Regions from separate parts of the Mus musculus genome. Here all the other regions are linked to region 3. Evidence: chromatin contacts called from public HiChIP or PLAC-seq and promoter capture Hi-C data. All regions are on one chromosome and are shown on one strand. The core of a region is the stretch at or near the end of the contact, and the rest is flanking DNA. Distances in the headings are between cores, read along the strand shown. Region 1 holds the start of A330033J07Rik (RIKEN cDNA A330033J07 gene). Region 2 holds the start of Phf2 (PHD finger protein 2). Region 3 holds the start of Kif13a (kinesin family member 13A).

Evidence for each region. Promoter capture Hi-C pulls out the DNA fragments that hold promoters and counts their contacts. HiChIP or PLAC-seq counts read pairs in DNA pulled down with a chosen protein or histone mark.
Region 1: a promoter capture Hi-C map of liver shows a contact between it and region 3, with 2.1 times the contacts expected there. The contact joins the promoter of A330033J07Rik here to the promoter of Kif13a in region 3. A contact is called at or near these places in 2 of 39 promoter capture datasets (hippocampal neurons and liver).
Region 2: a contact with region 3 is called in a FOXA1 HiChIP or PLAC-seq map of pancreatic cancer cells. The contact joins the promoter of Phf2 here to the promoter of Kif13a in region 3. A contact is called at or near these places in 2 of 39 promoter capture datasets (cranial neural crest and liver) and 1 of 115 datasets of contacts at active chromatin or transcription factors (pancreatic cancer cells).

Annotation. Positions count from the first base shown.
Region 1 is chr13:48,260,527-48,264,609 of GRCm38.p6, forward strand. It overlaps A330033J07Rik (RIKEN cDNA A330033J07 gene), which reads right to left and starts at 2,097. Exons shown (of 3, transcript NR_102303.1): 1 at 1,394-2,097. It overlaps Id4 (inhibitor of DNA binding 4), which reads left to right and starts at 590. Exons shown (of 3, transcript NM_031166.3): 1 at 590-1,412; 2 at 1,759-1,821; 3 at 2,426-4,083. The coding sequence starts at 972. The coding sequence ends at 1,803.
Region 2 is chr13:48,868,189-48,872,140 of GRCm38.p6, forward strand. Phf2 (PHD finger protein 2) reads right to left here and starts at 2,697. Exons shown (of 22, transcript NM_011078.3): 1 at 2,480-2,697. The coding sequence starts at 2,577. It overlaps Phf2os1 (a long non-coding RNA gene), which reads left to right and starts at 2,763. Exons shown (of 2, transcript XR_003950516.1): 1 at 2,763-3,015.
Region 3 is chr13:46,927,158-46,931,489 of GRCm38.p6, forward strand. It overlaps Kif13a (kinesin family member 13A), which reads right to left and starts at 2,561. Exons shown (of 38, transcript NM_010617.2): 1 at 2,410-2,561; 2 at 2,059-2,149. The coding sequence starts at 2,464.

The DNA.
Region 1 (4,083 bases), core at 847-3,346, 1.3 Mb after region 3:
CAAAGATGAATGGTGATGCCGAAGGAGGATAACATGGACAAATGAACCAACTCGCTTCTTGAAAGCGAGTCCTTCTGAAAGCACTGGAATCTTAGGGACTGAAGGCCTGGGGACTGAACTCCCCCCCTTGAAGAGTGACAGGGGACCCACAAACAAGGCTCAGAGTCCCTCAGCAGCTTAGGCCCATGGAGAACGCATTCCAGCCAGCACATTCCCCTAGTTCTTCGTAGGAACTTCTCTCTCTCTTCCCCTCCCTCGGGCACTCTCCATCCTGGCCCGACTCCCACCCGGCTCTCATTTTCTCAGATTCACCCCTCCCACAGCGTTGACGGAATGGAGTGCCCTTCCCATTGGCCCGAGCGTCATTCCCCGAGGTGGCACTGTCCTCCTGATTGGCTGGTCACTCCCGACCCCCCGCCCATCCCCGCCCTCGGGTTGCCCGGCGCCCCGCCCTCGCCACCTCCCTCCGCGCCGCCGCCCGCGCGCCGAGCTCGCCCGCGTCCGGTTCTTGTGGCGACCCGGCCCGCGCGCTGGCCCCGCCCCCAAGGCGCGCGGCTCTACAAATACTGCTGTGCCGGAGCCGAGCGACGCTGTTGAGCTGGGAGGCGCGGTTGGAAGTCGTTACTTTGAGGGGGGGCAGTCACCGGGCGATCCACCTTAGTCGAAGCTCAGAAGGGAACGGCTCAGGGACCAGGGTGGGCTACTTTTTTTATTTTCCGGGGCTTTTGATTTTTCTTGTCTTTTGCTTCGGGCCGATTGTCGCTCACAAAAAAAGAAAAAAAACAAAAAAACAAAAACCTGAGATACCCTTTCCAAAACCCCGAGCAGCTCTCCGGTCGATTTCTGGAGCTCGGAGCCGCCGGGTGCTGCGAGCGCCGGACGCGCAGGAGAGGGGAGCAAAGCAAATTGCGGGCGGGGACCCGGAGCTCGCTCTACCGCTTGTCGCGGTCCTCTCGCGCAGGAAGCGCGCGATGAAGGCGGTGAGCCCGGTGCGCCCCTCGGGCCGCAAGGCGCCGTCGGGCTGCGGCGGCGGGGAGCTGGCGCTACGCTGCCTGGCGGAGCACGGCCACAGCCTGGGTGGCTCGGCAGCCGCCGCCGCCGCTGCGGCGGCCGCGCGCTGCAAGGCGGCCGAGGCGGCGGCCGATGAGCCGGCGCTGTGCCTGCAGTGCGATATGAACGACTGCTACAGTCGCCTGCGGAGGCTCGTGCCTACCATCCCGCCCAACAAGAAAGTCAGCAAAGTGGAGATCCTGCAGCACGTTATCGACTACATCCTGGACCTGCAGCTGGCGCTGGAGACTCACCCTGCTTTGCTGAGACAGCCGCCACCGCCCGCGCCACCTCTCCACCCGGCCGGGGCTTGTCCGGTCGCGCCGCCGCGGACCCCACTCACCGCGCTCAACACTGACCCGGTGAGAAGCCTTGGCGGGGCACCCTGGGCATCGCGGGAAAGGTGGCGGGGCGGCGAGATACGGGTGGTCTTGCTCCTCTCAGGGAATGACAGCCGCTTCTCCCGTCTCCACCGAGAGCCGCCTGCTGGGCTTGGTGATCCACTGGTCCCTGAGCCGAGGGCGGTTGGGACTTGGAGCCCTGCGTCTCCGGAGTGTCCCTTGCATCACAGGAGGCTTCCCCAGCTTCGGGCTCGGGTGGGGACTCTGCTCGCCTGCCTAGTTTTCCAGGACGTCTCCTGGGTGGTGGCGACACTGTGATATGCGCACTCTAACCGTTTTTCCCCTTGGTGTTGGGTTGCTGTTCCAGGCCGGCGCCGTGAACAAGCAGGGTGACAGCATTCTCTGCCGCTGAGCTGCGATGGATGGCCAGGTGAGCGCTCAGGTCCCCGAATGGTTAGTGGGCTACCATGCTCGCACCTCCCCAGGGGCTGCCGGTGCCAGGCACTGCTGCGATCTTTGTCCCCTAGCATTTCGAAGCGTAAAAGCCCCGGGGACACCCATACCTCTCTGCCACCCAGTTAGCGAGACAGTCCACTTAGCTTTCCAACTCGGGGGGGGGGGATCACTCTCTGCGGAGCCTCATCAGCTGTGGTCCCCGCCGCCCTCGTTCCTCTGCCTGTGACCGACAGGCTCTGCTGGTCTCCTCTACCTCTGAGAGGACACCCTCGTGACCGTAGAAACTATCCCAGTGTCCCAAGATCTCCCAATCCTCCTCCCTCCCCTTCATGCCCAGCTGAGCGGCCTGACATCCACAAAGAGGGATGTGGGCAGAGCGCCCCGAACGTTGTCCATTGGCCTTCCCCAGCCCGCATTTGCCTCCTGGGCACTTGGCTGAGCTTCGGGCTGCGGGTGTTGCCTGACCCGGCGGTTTGTTTTGGGTTGTTGATCATGCATGTCTTGAGTTTGGTCGGTGGCGCCAGTTAGTCTGCAGCGAGAAGGTTCACACACCCCCTCTATTCATTCCTCTTCCACAGGTGTGCGGCCGCCTGAGCACCAGCGAGCCAGGAGCCCTAGGAAGGGAGGGCCAGAGCAGAAATTAAGAGAAACAAGCCACCGGAGGAAAGGGGGGGAAATCTTCAGCAAATCTAGAAACGTCGTCTCGTCTTGTCATTCCAAGAGAGAGAGAGAGAGAGAGAGAGAAGGGGAAAAATAAAACTTAAATTCACTTTTACTTTTTTTGCACGTTCACGAGCATTCACCGTACGTATTCTCTTTCGTTTCTTCTTTTATGACCGCTGTGAATTGTACGTTTCTGTGGTTATTTTTATCACCCTTTTGAAGGTGCAGTTAAACTTCGAAGCTTAAGTGTTGTCGACCAGACTGCTAAGTAGAAGAGCAATCGTGAATCCAACCTTAGAGGCTACATTGTGACAAGGGAACTGTTTTTGTTTTTGAAGCTTTACTAATATACCAGAGCACTGTAGATATGTTGTTTTACATCTATTGTTTAAAATAGATGATTATAACAGGGCGGGGAACTTTTTCTCTGCAAGAATGTTACATATTGTATAGATAAGTGAGTGACATTTCATACCCTGTATATATAGAGATGTTCTATAAGTGTGAGAAAGTATATGCGCTTTAATAGACTACTGTAATTATAAGATATTTTTAATTAAATATTTTTTGTAAATATTATGTGTCTGTTTTTTTAAAATCGATGGGAATATTTCTTTTGGAAAATTATTTTTCAGCTCCCTTGCAGAGCTTTTGCTATCTGGATGTTTTCTGTTTGGCCAGGCTGTTGATTTGGTTTTTTTGTTTTGTTTTGCCCAGTATCCAGTTTCTGAGGCTCAGAGGTAACAGCTCTCTGGTACTGGTCTTGCATGATTGCATGAGGTGTTCAATCACAAAATAAACCAGTTACGAGTCCTTTCAAATGTGCTTTCTTTAACCTAGATGGAAACCTTTGTATTTGACGTGTACATGGTAAAAACCTACCTTCTCGGGTTTTAAGTACAGGGTTTTATAGTGTAATATATAAAGAATTAAGTGTGTGGGGTTTTTATTATTATTATTCTTTTTGAACTGAGGTCAAAAATAGATTCTGAGTGAATTCGCATATAGGATGGAGAAATGCTTGGACCTTTAAGAAGTCTACAGAACTGCTGTCTTTTCAAAGTGAAAATGCTCGCCCTTCATTTTACACTAAAGCATAATGTCATGAAGTTTCATATCTGTACAGATTATTTAAATCATAGAAATGAAAAATGTTCTCTGCTTGCTACCAAAGGACAAACTCTTGGAAACGGACATTTTCTGCCCTCTTCCCTCCAAAGAATATTAATAGGCATCAGTAGGAGAAAAAAAAAAGAAAAAAAAAACATACTGGAAAATCCTTCAAGCAGGGATAAAAGTCGATCTTCAAATATTAACTTAAGTAGACCAAAAATTCTGATGACCACATCTAGATTATTTTTCTATAAAAAAATGATTTTCACTATAGCGATGTCAGTCACCACTAAGCTACTGTCCAATTCCATGTGATGTGTAACTTTTACATGTGAAAATTAAAAGTAGATTTATCTGTCTTGTACTGTGACTTCTGATGTGATTTCTTAACGCTATAGGATTGACTAAGGACCCTTCTTCCCTTCCGGGAAAAATCATATATTCTAGGTGAGCTGAGAAC
Region 2 (3,952 bases), core at 1,447-3,946, 1.9 Mb after region 3:
TTACTTTAAAATTTTATTTTGGAGGGAGCTCATGCTATGGTGTACATGGGTAGGTTAGAGGACATCTTGCATCTAGCATGTGGGTCCTAGGATTAGAACTGGGCTTGGCATTAAGCCTTCACCTGCTGAGCCATCTCACCAGCCGTTGGTGCTTCTTTTGAGACAGGGTCTCAGATACCCAAGGCTGACTGACCTCCAACTCAATGCATAACCAAGGTTGGCCTTGAACTCTTGATATTCCTGCCTTCAACCTCCCTGGTGCTTAGATTATACACATGCTCTACCACTCCCGGGGATGCCATTTTAAAAATTTCTTCAGTAAGTCTTGTTTCCTCAAGATCAAAAGTGTAAAATCTGACAAGCTGTTCAGACGTGAGGTAAAATGTAAACTCGGAGGGAATTAACAATCCAGGTGCTACATAGCTCTGACGAGAACCATCAGGGGTCTTCCAAGAATAACTGGAGGGGGAGAGACACACAGGGAGCTGACCACACGCCTTCCACTCTTGAACAAGAGAGACTTGAGAGGGGCCCAGGGATCTGGTCCAGGCTACAGGAGCAGGAAGAGGCCCCAGCCTTTCCCTCCCTGCCTGACCTCAGGCCCCAACCCTTGATCCTGCACAAAGCTAGGGAGAGCTCTAGCCCCAGGAAGAGGGGTAACTCATGGTGCACTGGAGCTTAAGAAACCACCTGCTGTGAAGGGTCCCTTTTACTGCCCACAGACCCAAATACATGCAAATGTAGCTGTGCTAATCAACTGCCTGTCTCAGAGCAAATCAAAATCCTCAGAGAAACAGTAAGGTGACTAGACCTCCAAAACCAAAGCAAACAATAAACAACAAACCTCTTCCAGCATCAAGACTCATTATCTCACCCCCCCACCCCCTTCTCTGCCTCGGCAGCAGCCCAGCTGACAGGTAACCAGAGGTGCTATAGGTCTTGGATTGAGACAGGAAGAAGGGGTGCCACCACTCTCAGGGCTACTCAAGTCCAGATTCCCAGCGTTTCTGGATTTGGAGAGGCCTCCGGGCTATCACCCACTGTGATCTGGCCACAAACCCTTCGAGATGGATGCCAGTTGGTGGCTGTTTATAGTGGCCCTGTTTTGGAGCAGAGCCCAGGGGTCACACAACTCTGAGTGCTCTCCACAACCCTAGATATTTGGGGGAGGCAACACAAGATACTCGAGGGATTCCAGTGAGCCATACAGGACCACCCCTCGTAAGGCCAGCCAGGTTGCCCTACAAGAGTGGGCCTCTGTCCCAGGGCCTACAGATGTGAGAAGGCCCATCAAATCCTGGCCACCTAGCTCCCAACACTTAAAGATGACTAGACCAGAGACCACAGCTCTTTTTCAAGACTCCCTAAAGATCCTGGATGTGAGATATCAGAAGGGTCTTCTCTCTAGAAGGAAGGTCAGGGACGGTCCAGAACCACACACCGTTCTCTCCCTCCAGCCTGCTACTCGCTGTTAAAAACTCACACCCAGGGGACAGACAGACCTGTCCAGCTTCAGGCCAGCCCTCTTGAGGCCCAAGCACATCCCACAGGCAAAGTCAAACACAAGAGAACCTGTTGGAGCAGTTTAAGCAGGATGATCACCTCTTTCTCCTCCTCTTACTTCTAAGTAGGAAGGGACTTAGGCTCTTAAAAAGTAGACACAAGGCCAGGTCATGGCCACCGGCAAGGGCCCAGAGGGCGGGTTTAGTATCTCCAAGCTTACCTCTTTCCCTCCTCCCCATCTTCCTTAAAGAGCATAAGGTCATGTCAAAACTGGGGTTCCTCTGCCTGAAGCAGAGAGGAGGGAAATGGGGAGCCGAGCAGGCCAGGAAATGAGCGGCCAAGCCACAACACCCCCACCCCAACACACAGACACTCACGTCGGTCTGTCACTGCACTCCCGCCTAGGCCCGCAGGCCGGCCCGAGCCAGTAGGCACGCGGGGTCCCCGGTGGGGTCCTGCCCGCCAGGACACAGTCCCGAGGGGGTTCCCGGGATCCAGCACAGACGGGGGGCACTGGCCGCTACCTCGCTACCGTTCCCCCGGTCCACCCGAGCCCTGCCAGCTCCGGAGCCCGCCAGTCGCGCCTCTCGGGGGACCCGCGCCGGGCCGCGCGCCCGCCTCTCCCGGCCCGGCCGCCCCGAGCCCGCGCGGGGAAAGTTCCTGCAACTTCGCAGGGGGCTGGCGGCGGGGGCCCCGGGCCTGGGCCTCGTCCGGCTCCTGGCCTCCGCGGCCACTGCGGCCCCGCTGTCAGACGACCGGGTCCCAGCCCCATCGCGGCCGGAGCCCCAACTTCCCCGCGCCCCTCGCCCGCCCCGGCCACGGGCCTCGCTTTGTGCGCGGCGGCCGTACGCCCCCGCCCTGGGCACAAAAGGGCGCGCGGCCCGGCGGCCGAACGCGGCTGCGGTGCCCGGCGGGGCCCGGGGCGCGCGACCAGGGCGCGGGGCTCGGTGGGCCGGGCGGGCCGCGGCGCGCTCACCTGCCGTGGAACCAGTCCTTGCAGGCATCGCACTCGATCATAAAGCGGGTAACGTCGTAGGGCAGCCGGCAGACGCAGTACACGGGCACCGTCGCCATGTTGCCGCGCCGCCGCTCGCCCCGCCGCTGCGCTGCCCGGGTCGGGCCGGGCCGGGCCGGGGGCCGCGCGGCGAGGGCGGCGGGGGCGGCGGGCGCGGGCGCCGCGGCCGGAGCGGACGGGGCCGGGGGCGCTCGGCAGGGCCCGCGCGCGCGCTCGCGGCCGGGCGCGTCCACACAATGCCGGCGCGGGCTGCTGGGGCCGCGCCGGGAGCCGCCCGCCGGGCCGCGGGGCGCAGGGCTGAGAGTGCGCGGGGGGCCCGGCCGCGCGCGGGACACAAAGCGAATGGACGCGCGGGGGCGGCGGGCGGGGAGCCGCGGCCCCACCGAAGGGACCCCCGGCCGCCGAGCGGCCGCTACGTCAGCGCCCCGGGTGGCGCCGCCTCCGCCCGCCGGCCTGGGCCCCGCTCCCGCCGCCGGGAAGGCGGGCCGCGGTAGAAGGTGGGCCGCGGGCCTGGGGGAGCCAGCAGCCGGGCTCGGGGGCACCCCGCGGGAGAGGGTGGCCCCGGGACTCCCAGGGAGACGAGCCGCGGAGCCCCCTGCCCCCGACTACGTGAACACAGTTCGCACAGCCCTGCCTTAGCCAGAAGCAACTCCTTGGCCTTAACTTTCTTCTGACCCCGAAGTGGGATGGACAGGGGGATCTTCCTCCTCTTCCTGGGCCCGGCAGCCTCCCTCCCATCCCGAACTGCGACTGAGTTGCTGGCTTTTGAATAACCTCCCCTTCCCCTTCTTTCTAGCTGGGGGCTGCCTTGCTTCCTCGTACGATCCGGTGAACTTTCCCGATGCTCCGGCAAAAGTCAGGGGACCCGAGAGTGAACTGTTTGTTGTAGGACACAGCTTACCTGGGATTGGTGCCGCCCAGGACCCCTTATTACAACCCATAGACCCACAGACCTTAGGAGCGGAGGACAGTCCAGTGAGTCGCAACTGAGCCACAGGACTGCTGGGGAAGACAAGGGGTTATGTTGTCGCTCTCGCCCCTGCAGTCTTGCTCTGAACTGGCTCCCTGGTCTCACCTGTCCTGCTTAGAGCTTTTTTGTTGGTTGGTTGGTTGGTTGTTTGGTTGGTTGGTGAGATATGAATGAGGGTCCTTCTCTGTCCCCTACCCAGGTCGACCCTGATGAGCAGGGCCATATATTTAGGAAGAAAGCTGTCTGCTAGATCTGCTTCCCCTTTGCCTGTCCCCACACAATACGTGGAGATGCTAGTCTCTGCAGATACATTCCAGAGTTTCAGACCTCTGCTTACCTTGACAAGGCAGAGTCCCAGTTATCCCTGCCCAGAGTGCGGCTGCCAATCAGCTCCATTGCTGGCAACTCAGAGGATAGCCTGTTATGGAATCTGCCCTCAACCAACCCCCACCCTTCCCAAATAG
Region 3 (4,332 bases), core at 1,311-3,810:
GGCCAGACCCAGAGAGGGCCGGTCAATCACACGAAGAAGAGTTCCATCTGTCAGCCCACAACCAGAGAGCACCCCACAGTTCAGTCCTATTCTTCCAGCTCCGGATAGGGGTCTACCCGAGTCAGCACGCCAACGGATAAATGTCCAGGTCACATTCCACGGGTCCTCACTTAAAAGGATCTAACACAGCGGCCCAAGGAACGACCATGTGATATTTTAGTGTTTACCACCGACTAGCCAGAGTTATCAATTCTCTTCAAATCCCACCAAACTAAAGCTTTTCCTATAGACAAATGGCAAGGTTTTACCTCACTCAACAGCAGGCAACAGTGGCATTCCCTAGGGTTTAAGAGTGACAAGGAGAGCAGATGCCATTGGTTGGGAGCACATGCCTACCCTGCCTACCGGTCTGGGCTCCATACCCTGGAGCTCAGAATGAATGAATGAGTGGATGAATGGATGAATGAATGGACACACCCACTCATGTACAACAAACACATATATGGTTAAAAGTATTAAAAGAACGGGGCGGGGGGGGGGGGTTGAAAAGCAACACCAAGCCGGGGAAACTGAAGCCTTGGCTTCCTAGGAGAAGCTAAAATAGTCTACCTGTTCCCCCCAGGCTGCCTTGGCGAACCAGAGCCAAAGAGATAGTCTTCTGAAATAATATGACAAGATCCAGCTTTGAAAGACAAATAAAATAGTGATATGGCATAGGCACTTATTTAATTAGTTTATTCAACAAATTTACTAATGCCCACCATAAAATATACCTTTTATACTATTATCCATATGCCTACATATACTGTAAAATATTTTAACATGTCCAAAAATACTGTCCAAGGATACATCCATTACTGTATGTAAAGATCTATACACATCTTTAAGATAACTTAGCCATTAAGTTAGTATAAGAATCTGCTATAGTGACTATCTGCTAGGAAATGCAGAATGTTTGCGAAGTCAATGGAGCACTCTGGGCTCAATACAAAAAGGAAAGAATTCCCCATTCTTATCCCTCATAACAATCTGACCCCCAAAATTAGCAAGGCTGGGCTGCAGTGGGGTATGATTATAGAAGGAAGCAGCTGCCTCGCTTAGCAATAAAGTAACAAACCCTACTCACAATTGGGTTTCAGGGAAACTTTAAAGAGCAAAAATCCACTCATTATGGAGCTCATCAACCAACAGGTGACTTTCAGGGTCAAACTCGTACTCATTTCCAAGCCGAATCGGAATCCCGGTTTTCTTTTCTATTTTTATAAGGTCCTACAATGCCATAACGAATGAATCCCAACCAATTTCTTCTCAGGGGCTTACCATAAAAATGCCAAATATTCACACTATTTTAGGGCGTTTTCCCATACCATTGCATGGAACACAGTAGAATTAATAAGGATCCCACAGTCAGGACTTTTCAAATGCAAATGCCTTGCCATCTAGAAAATGCAGCCCCTTTTAACATTCCCCCATCCCAGTGTCTAAACAGCTCCGTATCAGCACTCTGTCTGTTTCCTCGAAAATCAAAATTCCCGAATTACTTTCAGACACCATCTCAACTCACCACCTCCAACAACCTACATACAGATTTTAAATGACCCTAGCCTTGTACTTGGGTGTTTGATTTCTTAGGCTCCCAGCCCCCATTTCATATACAACATCCTAAGCAGTTCTGCGAAAAGGGGCAAACAACGTAAGAATCGCTGGAGCTGAACTCCATCAATAAGGCCTTGGATTGGTCATTTGCACGCTTCAGATAACGTCTTTCCTAGGTGTTAAGATGTGGCCTGGGCTACACATCTCCATCCGGTCCCTTCACGTTCTAGGAGCCTGGAAGCCAGAGTGCTGACTCTGGCCAGGGTTCCCTGCCTGGGAGACATCGCTCTGGATGAGAGGGGACAAGAAGTGATGGGCACAAGGAGGGGAGGGGACCCTGCACTTGCAACCGCTTTCCGCATGAGCGTGGGACAAACTTGAAGCCACCCTTGCTAACAATGGGAGAGCGCACTCGGTTTTTCCGGGCTCAAACTTGGCAGGAGCCGCCGGGATGGGATTTACCTTTCTCCCTGCTTAGTGTTGGAAGGAGGAGGGTGCAGGACCGTCTGGTTCCCTTCCATCTCCACCACGCACTTGGTGTTCAGTTCCAGCTCTGAAAGCACAGGGGCAGGGTGATGTTGCAAAGTGGAGCATCCGCGGCCGCAGCCGGCGCGCGTGGCTCAGTCCGGGCAGGCAGGGAGACGGCGCCCCGGGCACATAGTGGCCGCGGCCAGAGCCTGGGCGCCGCCTCCACCCGGGGCCACGCCGGGCCACACCGGTGTCCCCGATCCCCGGCCGCCCTGCAGTTTGCAAAGTTGCCCCCCGCCCTCGGCCGGAGCAGAAATGCAAAAGGAGCTGGGGAGAGCGGCTCACCTCTTCGGTTCATGGGCCGGACCCGGACGGCAACTTTTACCTTCGTATCCGACATGTTGGCGGCGCGCTGCTCCGCCCGACGCGGCCCCTTCAAGCGCCGCGCCGCCGCCGCCGCCGCAGCAGCAGCCGCGCGCCCCCCGAGCGCGGCCGCCGCCGCTCCGCCGAGAGCTCCGAGACGCAGCGCCGAGGCGCGCGGGCCATCCCGGGGGAGCGCGACGCGGGGCACGGCCGGGCCCGGGGAGGGGCGGGCGCGGGGCGGGGCGCGGCAGCGGGAGGAGGCCGCGGGCCCAAGCGCCGCTCTAGCCGCTCGGGCCGGGCCGAGCGCGCAGCACCGCGGCCCCTCGCGGCCGCCGGGAGCCGGGCAGCGTCGCCATCTTCCGCTCCGGGGGCCGCGCCCGGGCTGTAAGGCCGCTGCAGACCGGGAAGGGGCGCTTTACAAAGGCGAGCGTCTCCGGCCTCAGGGCAGCCGGGACACGGGAAGGGACGCTCTGCAAAGGCGTTCGGGCTCCGGGCTGCTGGGCCTGGAGAAGGAGCCCCTGGCTTCCCCTGTTCCTGAGCCTGCGGGGGACGTCACAGACACCTCCTGGAGCTCGAGTCACCTTCAGGGGCCGCTGTCACCCTCACAGCCGGGGCCCTGGGGCGGTCTGGGGGGCATTGGAGAGGGTGCCGGGTGCGCAGGCCTAATCCACGCTATCCTTCCGCCTCCACTGACATCCACAGCGCACCGCCCCTCGGCGCCCCACACCGAGCTTTGCCGCGGTGTTGGAAGCTCTTTGTGGGGAGCCAAGGCTAGACATGAATTTGCAATGGACCACCAAAACCGTGTGTTTGTAAATACGGCGCTCATTTTCTTTCCCTTGCGCCCTTGTAATGGGAGGGATCTAGATGGCCGGGAGGGTTCATTAACTCTTACGTAAGAAAGGCACAGCAGCGCGATCCGCGCTTTTGCCAAAGCCAGACCTCCCAGCCTGGGCGGAACCGAAGGAAGCGGATTTGCTCTGTTTGGTTCAACAAGTGCTTGAGGGCGGCGCTTCCGTGGTGCCAAGGCGTTTTTGAAAAGTGCTCCAAGTCTTAACAGTTTGGATCCGGTGGGGAATCTCACTATGGCATGAAGGTCCAAATTCACTCATTCACGAACTGCTTTATGGGGAGTTTTATGGGGTGCTTACTGCGTGCCGTACTGTAGAGACCACACACAAGCAGGAACAACTTCGCTGGCTCTGGTCTCCAGAAGCCACACTGAGGGAGGAGAGATACTTATTATGGTAAACCACGTGTAGCAGGTGGTCTAAATAGGAGGGATTCCGTCTGTCACCAACTGGTGCCCCGTGATGCGACTGACTTGCACATGCGGTCTACCGCTGTACCACTGAGTCACACCTCCGGCTCCCAGGAAGCCTGACTTGAAGCAGTGCTTCCGCTGCTGTTCCTTAGTCTCTCTCACCTTGATTCTGGCGACCAACGAACTCAGGTCACCTCGGAGGGTCATACAGCAGTCTGCCTCCTGGGTTCCTAGTGCTACCCGCCTTCTCTGTCCCTCCATTCATTCCGCTCTTCAAATATTTCTCTCTCTCTCTCTCTCTCTCTCTCTCTCTCACACACACACACACACACACACACACACACACACACACACACACACGACACGACAGACAGTTTTGTAGGCTCTTGGCTAGAGGCCCCGAGCTATTTCTTCCACAGGATTCACAGGCCCCTGAGGCTCGATTCTCACCTTTGGATTACTGAGACATCCTCTTACTAAATTCCCTAGCTTTACTTCCTATATATACTCTTTCCTGTATCCAACAGCCAGGAAATTAAAATTCTATTCTTTGATTATGTATGTTCTTGTATTTTTTTTAAATCCCTCTGGCTGGCTCTATTGAATATTACCTCTTATTCTCAAAATTTGTCTGCTTCTTC